Linked DNA regions of Mus musculus: region 1 is linked to region 2. The links are chromatin contacts, called in public HiChIP or PLAC-seq maps. All regions are on one chromosome and are shown on one strand. Each heading gives the region's core, a stretch centred on a gene start, on an enhancer-like site or on the middle of the called end of the contact. The rest is flanking DNA. Distances are from core to core; before and after follow the strand shown. Region 1 has its middle 13 kb from the start of 4930568G15Rik. Region 2 overlaps Nme7 (NME/NM23 family member 7).

Evidence for each region. HiChIP or PLAC-seq counts read pairs in DNA pulled down with a chosen protein or histone mark.
Region 1: a contact with region 2 is called in an H3K27ac HiChIP or PLAC-seq map of VIP interneurons, with 12 times the contacts expected there. The contact joins two enhancer-like sites. A contact is called at or near these places in 1 of 39 promoter capture datasets (the SN4741 cell line), 1 of 15 datasets of contacts at CTCF or cohesin (large pre-B cells), 7 of 484 Hi-C or Micro-C datasets (cerebral cortex, embryonic stem cells, hematopoietic stem and progenitor cells and 2 more) and 4 of 115 datasets of contacts at active chromatin or transcription factors (VIP interneurons, embryonic basal ganglia, extraembryonic endoderm stem cells and 1 more).

The regions. Positions count from the first base shown.
Region 1 is chr1:165,103,488-165,106,898 of GRCm38.p6, reverse strand. No RefSeq gene overlaps it. Among named protein-coding and RNA genes, the nearest start is that of 4930568G15Rik, 13 kb to the right of the region's middle. Within about 2 kb of position 2,013, at least 72 of the 459 cell types and tissues checked have an H3K27ac peak or open chromatin away from gene starts, as enhancers often do. A contact at or near this core is called in VIP interneurons, where this site is marked.
Region 2 is chr1:164,432,078-164,435,763 of GRCm38.p6, reverse strand. The region is part of intron 13 of Nme7 (NME/NM23 family member 7); the gene reads right to left. Among named protein-coding and RNA genes, the nearest start is that of Gm39690, 15 kb to the right of the region's middle. Within about 2 kb of position 1,358, at least 15 of the 459 cell types and tissues checked have an H3K27ac peak or open chromatin away from gene starts, as enhancers often do. A contact at or near this core is called in VIP interneurons, where this site is marked.

The DNA of each region.
Region 1 (3,411 bases), core at 764-3,263, 670 kb before region 2:
GTACAGGAGAACCTGGGAGGAGAGCCCACATGTCAACTAGACACCAACCATGTAACTCAGCCATGAAGGGAAGCGAGGAGGAGGCTGGCCCTGAGTTAATTTCTTTGTCAGGCCGTAAGTCTGGTTGCTCTCTGGCTGCCTCCGGTCTGACATACACAGCTCATCTTTCTTTTTTTTTTTTTTTTTTTTAATTAGGTATTTTCCTCATTTACATTTTCAATGCTATCCCAAAGGTCCCCCATACCCACCCCCCCAATCCCCTACCCACCCACTCCCCCCTTTTGGCCCTGGCGTTCCCCTGTACTGGGGCATATAAAGTTTGCAAGTCCAATGGGCCTCTCTTTGCAGTGATGGCCGACTAGGCCATCTTTTGATACATATGCAGCTAAAGACAAGAGCTCCCGGGTACTGGTTAGTTCATATTGTTGTTCCACCTATAGGGTTGCAGTTCCCTATAGCTCCTTGGGTAATTTCTCTAGCTCCTCCATTAGGGGCCGTGTGACACATCCAACAGCTCATCTTTCTTATAGAGTCCCTGGAAGAGTGACCCAAGGAGGTGGGCTAGTGGAAGGCAAGAATTCTTGCACTGGGGCTGATGGACCAGTGTTCAGCCTTCTCATCTGCAAGTCTTTTCGCTTGTGCTTGTCAGAAGTCTGGCTTGACTCACAGTTTAAATTCCTGAACACTGGACCAGGGCTCAGCAGGGGGACTCATTCTTGGTTCACAGTAGGGGGGCTTGCATGCCTGTAAAGGCACATCAGGAAGTTCTGAGAAGTCAGTTTACAGCAGAGAACATTGAAGACACCAGGGGCCCACTGCATCGAAGAGCTAGAGGGTATAAATAGGGTTTTGCAGTTTGGAAACCTAGCTTGGGGAGGAGTTGGTGTTCGTCTGTCTTGCTCTTCAGGAGGACATTTGCCTCGAAGCCTGGCTACTTCTCTCATGGTTCAGAAGCCTCCGAGGTCCTCTTCCTTCTGAAGCAGAGAGAAACGATATGTTCTTTGGGTGGGAAGCTTATCTTGCAGAAACACAGCTTCTATGCTGCACTGCTGCTGAGTTACAGTGGTGCTCATAGGGAAGATGTCCTTGCTACTCTTTCTGCTGCAGGCTGACTCATCTCCTCTGCAACCGGCAGACTGCAGATTGCATCCTGCCTGGTAGTTGCTATACAGAGCTAAAGGCTGTCTCCAGAGAGAGTTATAGAAATTACAACCCGTCGAAGGGAATACTGCTCTAAATATGCTCATTTAGTGAGATTTTATTTTTATTATTTTATTAATGGATCCTCAATAGGAAACAGCAGGTATCACTGTTTTCAGAAATTTGTCCCCCCCACCCCCCAGGGGGGTTGTTTAGTAATTGGCTTTGGGTTCTATATCCTGCAGTCATGTTGGACATGGTTTTTAGCTCATCTCTATCTGGCATGAGTCCAGGCTAAAGTTCCTGTGTCAGGACTACCTTGGAATCAGAGGCTTGGGGCGGGGTGGGGGTGGGTAGTCTCCTAGCAGATGGCATTTGCCCCCAAACCTCCCCCCCCTGTCCCCCTGCTCTGGAGTCGGATAATTTAGCAAGACCCCAAAGAGACATTTTTTTCTTTCATCAAGGTTAGGCTATGTTACAGCAGAGTGGGCAGCTGCCACTGGCTCCTGATTGGATGCATCAATCCCCAGGTGCGTTCACTCAGAGTTCACTCTCCAGGAAGAGGCTGGGCTGGCAGGGTCTTCACTGCTTGTGTGGGGTACCCCTTAGCTCCGGCTGACTGCTCGTGGTTCTGCTCTGTAAGGGTTGTGTGCGGCAAGAATTCCATTTATAGCCACCTGCAGTTTACAAGGCTCTGGACATGTCTGGTGGCTACTGATAAGGCAGGAGGCATGCGGGCCAATTTCTTTTGTGTGGGCATGAATGAGATGGAACCTCAGAGCAGCAATGGTACCGCCAGACACTAACAGGCAGGCTGTAGAGCTGCCTGGCTGGCATGGTACCCAGGGCTATGTTTGCTGAGTAGCTGCTGGAAAGTGAGTCAGAAAAAACAAAAGGTAGGCCCAGCCTGGAGGAGTTCCGGGAATAGAACATTCAGCCAGTGTTCTATGAGTGGGTGGAAATGCTCAGAGCTCAGCTGCCTTCAAGTGTGTCCAATCACTGTGATGTGATGTTGTCACCTATAAAGTTCACCATGGAGACCCATGCAGTCACGTTACAAAAATGTTTTAAAAATAATCTCATAATGGTTCAAGTCAGTTTATGATTTTGTTTTGGGCCACACTCATAGCTGCTTGTGGTAATCAGAACCTGGTGGTGTTCTTGGCAGAGTTTAAGAGGGTGCTGTAGATAAAGGAGGTGTTCTGTGCATTGCCAGGAGGAAAGGCATGTATTCTTTTTCAAAGCAATAAAGAAATCAACAAATAAACAAATCAAAGATGGAGGCAAGCTGAGTGTGTACAGGCTGACCGGTACATGCTGTGTGTTTTCTTTCCATTCTTGTGTGTGCATGTATGTTGTATATCTGTATATATACATGCTTGTATGTGTGGGCACATCTGTATATATGCATGCTTGTTTGTGTGTAAGTCGAGGCCTGTGGTGGTTTGAACATGCTTGGCCTAGGGAGTGGCACTGTTAGGAGGTGTGGCCTTGTTGGAGGAAGTGTGTCACTGTGGGAGTGGGCTTTGAGACCTTCCTCCTAGCTTCATGGAAGACAGTAGTCTTCCCCTAGTGGCCTTCAGATCAAGATGTAGAACTCTCAGCTTCCCCTGCACCATGCCTGCCTGCATGCTGCTGTGTTCCAGCTTTGATGATAATGGACTGAACCTCGGAACCTATAAGTCAGCCCCCATTAAATGTTGTCCTTATAAGACTTGGTCATAGTGTCTGTTCACAGCAGTGGAAACCCTAAGTCACAAGCAGAGGTACCAGAGGTGTGTGGCAGCTTGTCCCCCTCCCCCTCCCTCCTCCCCCTCCCTCTTCCTCCTCCCCCTCCCTCTCCCTCCTCCTCCTCCTTCCTCCTCCTCCTCCTCCTCCTCCTCCTCCTCCTCCTCCTTCTTCTTCTTCTTCTTCTTCTTCTTCTTCTTCTCTCTCTCTCTCTCTCTCTCTCTCTCTCTCTCTCTCTCTCTCTCTCTTTCTCTCTCTCTCCCTCCCTCCCTCCCTCTCTCCCTCCACATGCCCTGCCACCATGCAGATCCTGGGAAAGGCTGAGCAGGAACACAGTGAGAAGTTGACAAGGGCAAGACACAAGCCCTGATAATGAAGCCCATCTTGCTGGCATCTTTATTGCAGACATCTCCATCTTCAAAACAGATCATTCATTTCTGCTTTTTATTTTTTGTTAAAATACTGTTAGCAGACTATTGTAGTAAAAGTTAATATGGGGTTTCTACCCCACCCTTGATCATTTAGTTTCCAAAGAAAAGACAC
Region 2 (3,686 bases), core at 109-2,608:
TACTGGTTTCACAGACCCTGTGTCCCCAATACTCGAGCTGCTGCACAGGCACACAGCAATTTACCTATTCCTTCCTTCCAGTTTCTCTCCCAATCTTGTTTCCCACAACCTCTCCAGCACTCCCCACCTGGGATGCTCAGCACAGTACCAGCTAGGAGCCTTGTGAATGTCCTTGGCATTCTTTGACTTAACATCCACTTGACTGCCCATTATATACCGACTTTATCAAGCATCCTTTCAGCCAGAACAGGGTCAAGCCTCCAAAGCAGAAGCCCTCTGCAGCAACACGTTAGTATTAAGTGCTCGCTTATTCAAGGCGGTTTTCCTTCCATACACTCATTGTAGATTTTTTGTCATGTCCACATTTGTGTATTCTAACCACTTCTTGGGTGTGTGCAGAGAGAGCCACCACCTACCTCCTATAAATAGCATGATTGTTCTGTTTGTCTAGATCTAGCCAGTCAGACACAAAAAGAAGGGAACGAGGTTTTCAAAGGCAGTGTTAATCAAAGATAGGCCGGCACTGAAATAATAAGGAGAAGGCTCTTTCCATCCGTCAGAGCCCCCGATGTGTTAGCCTGTCCAAATCCCAGGTTAATAATAAATGGAGGCAGGTTTGTTTTTAGTAAGGGTATTATGTAATTAGAATTTAATGATCTTTAACTTCCATTGTATTGATTATCTTCAGCTAAGAACAAGGAAGAGTAGTTTTCCATCTATGGCCTTAAAACACTCATGTAGAGTAGAAAATATATTTAAAGGAAAATGCTACAAATATTTCAAGTAGCAGTTAACTATGGTAGACACCTTGAAAGTGAAAATGGCGTCCCAAAGTGGGACAGAAACCAGTGTTTCGGTCACGTACCTGTTTGGGAAAACCTGAATTTGAACTCCATCGGTTCTAGAACAATAGCATGCTCTGCTCCAGCTGTACTTATTACCAAATGACTGCCCAACTTTAATTAAAAATGTTATCAGCGATCACAGACAAAAGCCCAGTTATTAGAATCTTTCTAACCCAGCAGTAGCTCACACTGGCTCTTAAAGGATTAGTAACACTTTCCATTACATGAATATACTGCCCACAGTTGAGAATCAAATGGGGCGACCTGATTCTCCAAAGAGAGTTCAAGAGTGCTCTCAAACAAATAAGTAAAGAGAAAAATTCAACAGAGGAAACCTGGCCTTCTCTTCTGTAAGAGGGGCTAGCTTTAGGCATACATGGTACTTTATTCCTGGGTTTCACGCTGGGAAACAGGAGAAATAACCACGTGGGAGCTCCCGTTAGCATCACATCCGACCTAGTGAGAGATGAGTACAGCTGCAGCACAAGCCCAGGATCTTGGTTCATTTTTCTCTGAGTCCATTCTGTGGGGCTGATTCCAGATCACTCAGCCATTTTATTTAATCAGCAGTGAATTTAGTATTCTAAAGGGCGTGTTGCAACTATCACATTTACAGCTTGCTCCACCGCAGAGCCCAGTATAAATGTGGATAGATAAGATCAGGAGTCCTACAGGCAGCCTGTTGTTTCCAAGGGCTGGCTCCAATATGGGCCACGGAGGAGGCGGCATGGGGAATCTGACACTCCGGCACAGCTCCTAATGGGGTTTTATTGGGCCTGTCTTTTGGGTTAAGTGTTGCGGATTGCTTCCATTCCCTTGACTGGAACATATTACCTGTCAATACTCTTTGATGTCTGTAACTAGTATAGGAATGTGTAGTCATTAAATTAGTAGAGGGTGGAGTGGGGGCACAGACCAGCCCTGCAGAAAGAGGACACAGGAGCTAGTTTTGATAAGGAGTAGGATCTAAAGTGACCAGAGTTGGATCAGGCCTGGGGATTTCTCCCAAGGGAGCCTCCAGCTCTGGGATGAGACATTGGTGGGGGTTGGGGATGAACTGGAGAAAAAAAAAAAAAAACAAAACCACAATAAGAAAGTCCACAACTCCTAACCCCGTCACCTGGAGCTGGCCCTTTCTTTTCTTTGCACATTTCTTTGGGGTCTCCTACTATACTGAGCGCTGACTACTTGGAAAGGGGGCCCTCAAGGCACATAGGGTCCCCATTTTCATGAAGTGTTTGCCTTGAGATTGTAAGTCATAAATGGTTTGCTTCTATCCACACATACTTTCTTTCCTCTCACCAACCACTCACTTGACTGACACACTGTGCACGAGACACCCACAACAGTTTAAAAATGGGGAAAACTCGATCCTCACAAAGTTCATCGCCTGGAAAGAGGAAAACCCATGTGATAGAATAAAATCACAATGGTGCATCGACAGAAAGGGGCGCTCGTCAGCGGGAACAAAACACGGCATGAAGGGGTTAACGCTGTGCTTTGGTTTTGCTCTTTGCTTTGGTGGGAAGGTTAAGGTGCATGCCCTTAACTTCATTTTTAAAGACAAATTACACCTGACACCGAAACTGAGCTTGCCAAGTGGCTGCTAAGCCAGCGGACGATGATACACAACTTACTTAGACGAGTAGTCTGAAGGCTGGGTTGTCTCTCTCAATGTTAGACTTAAAGAGCCTACATCTTCACTGCCTTTAACACAGTACTGTCCAGTCATTTCATCAATTAATTCCACCTCCATGACAAACTGGTCCTGCCACTTCCTTACCAGGGAGACCCTGGCTCTCAGGTCAGGTGACCTTCCCCTACAAGTAGCCGGGAACTGGCTGAGTGGTCAGGACTGGGCCTTTGAGCCCAGTCTTTTCCCTTAAGGTATGGTTTCTGTGGGGCAGTCTCTGCATTTATTGATGATTATAACCAGAATCAAAAAACCATGCTGTGTTTGTTAACAGTGGAGTTTAAGTATAGGTAAATGTTCTGTAATTCGTTCAAACAGGCTCAGGACGAGCTCCCTGTGGGTCTGTGCATTGACTCGTGGAGCTGAGCAATCCTGCTGCCGGCTACTGCTCACTGCCCCGATGGAACTCACAGCACAGGGATTTGGCATTCAGTAAACCAATCCTACTTTGTGCTATGGCCTCCCTTTGTAAATACTTAGGCTTTTACACTGAAAATGAATGTAGGAGTTTATTTTCAAATACTTCTTAATTTTGGCTTGAGTGGCAGGAAGACATGCAGTCATTTTTTTTTCCTCTCTTTATAAAAAAAGAGAGTATTCAATAGTTAGGTATTTATCTCAAATATTTAGGGGATTTATCTAGTCCACTGCTGTAGAGTTCTAGCACCAGAATAGAATATGTGCTTGTGCACAGATAGGTTTTCAGATAAGATTTGATAGAGGCATACTTTTGCTCCCTTCCCAATAATATGATTCTGGGTTTTAAATGCATTCATATTTTCAGTAGGGAACCAACTCTGACTTCTTGTGCCCCCTCAAGTCATGGCGTCATGGGTTGTCACACAGGGTCGCATGGCTTAAAGCTCTGTTACTGATTAGAATTTCTTAATGGATGGGGAACACAGGGCCACACTTTCATTTTGCTCTAGTTTTGTATCACACCAAGGGGGTGGGTGTATTACTTCAGCACTGGCTGCCCTAGGGACTAAGTGCACAATGTGATTGAAGGAGCTGCTTCTAAATTAAGTAGTGAGCAGGGCACAGTCGTGCATGCCTTTAATTCCAGCACCCTGGAGGCTGAGCTAGGCAGATCTCTGTGAGTTCCAAGTTACTCTGGTCTACTCAGAGTTTTAAGACAGCCAGAATAC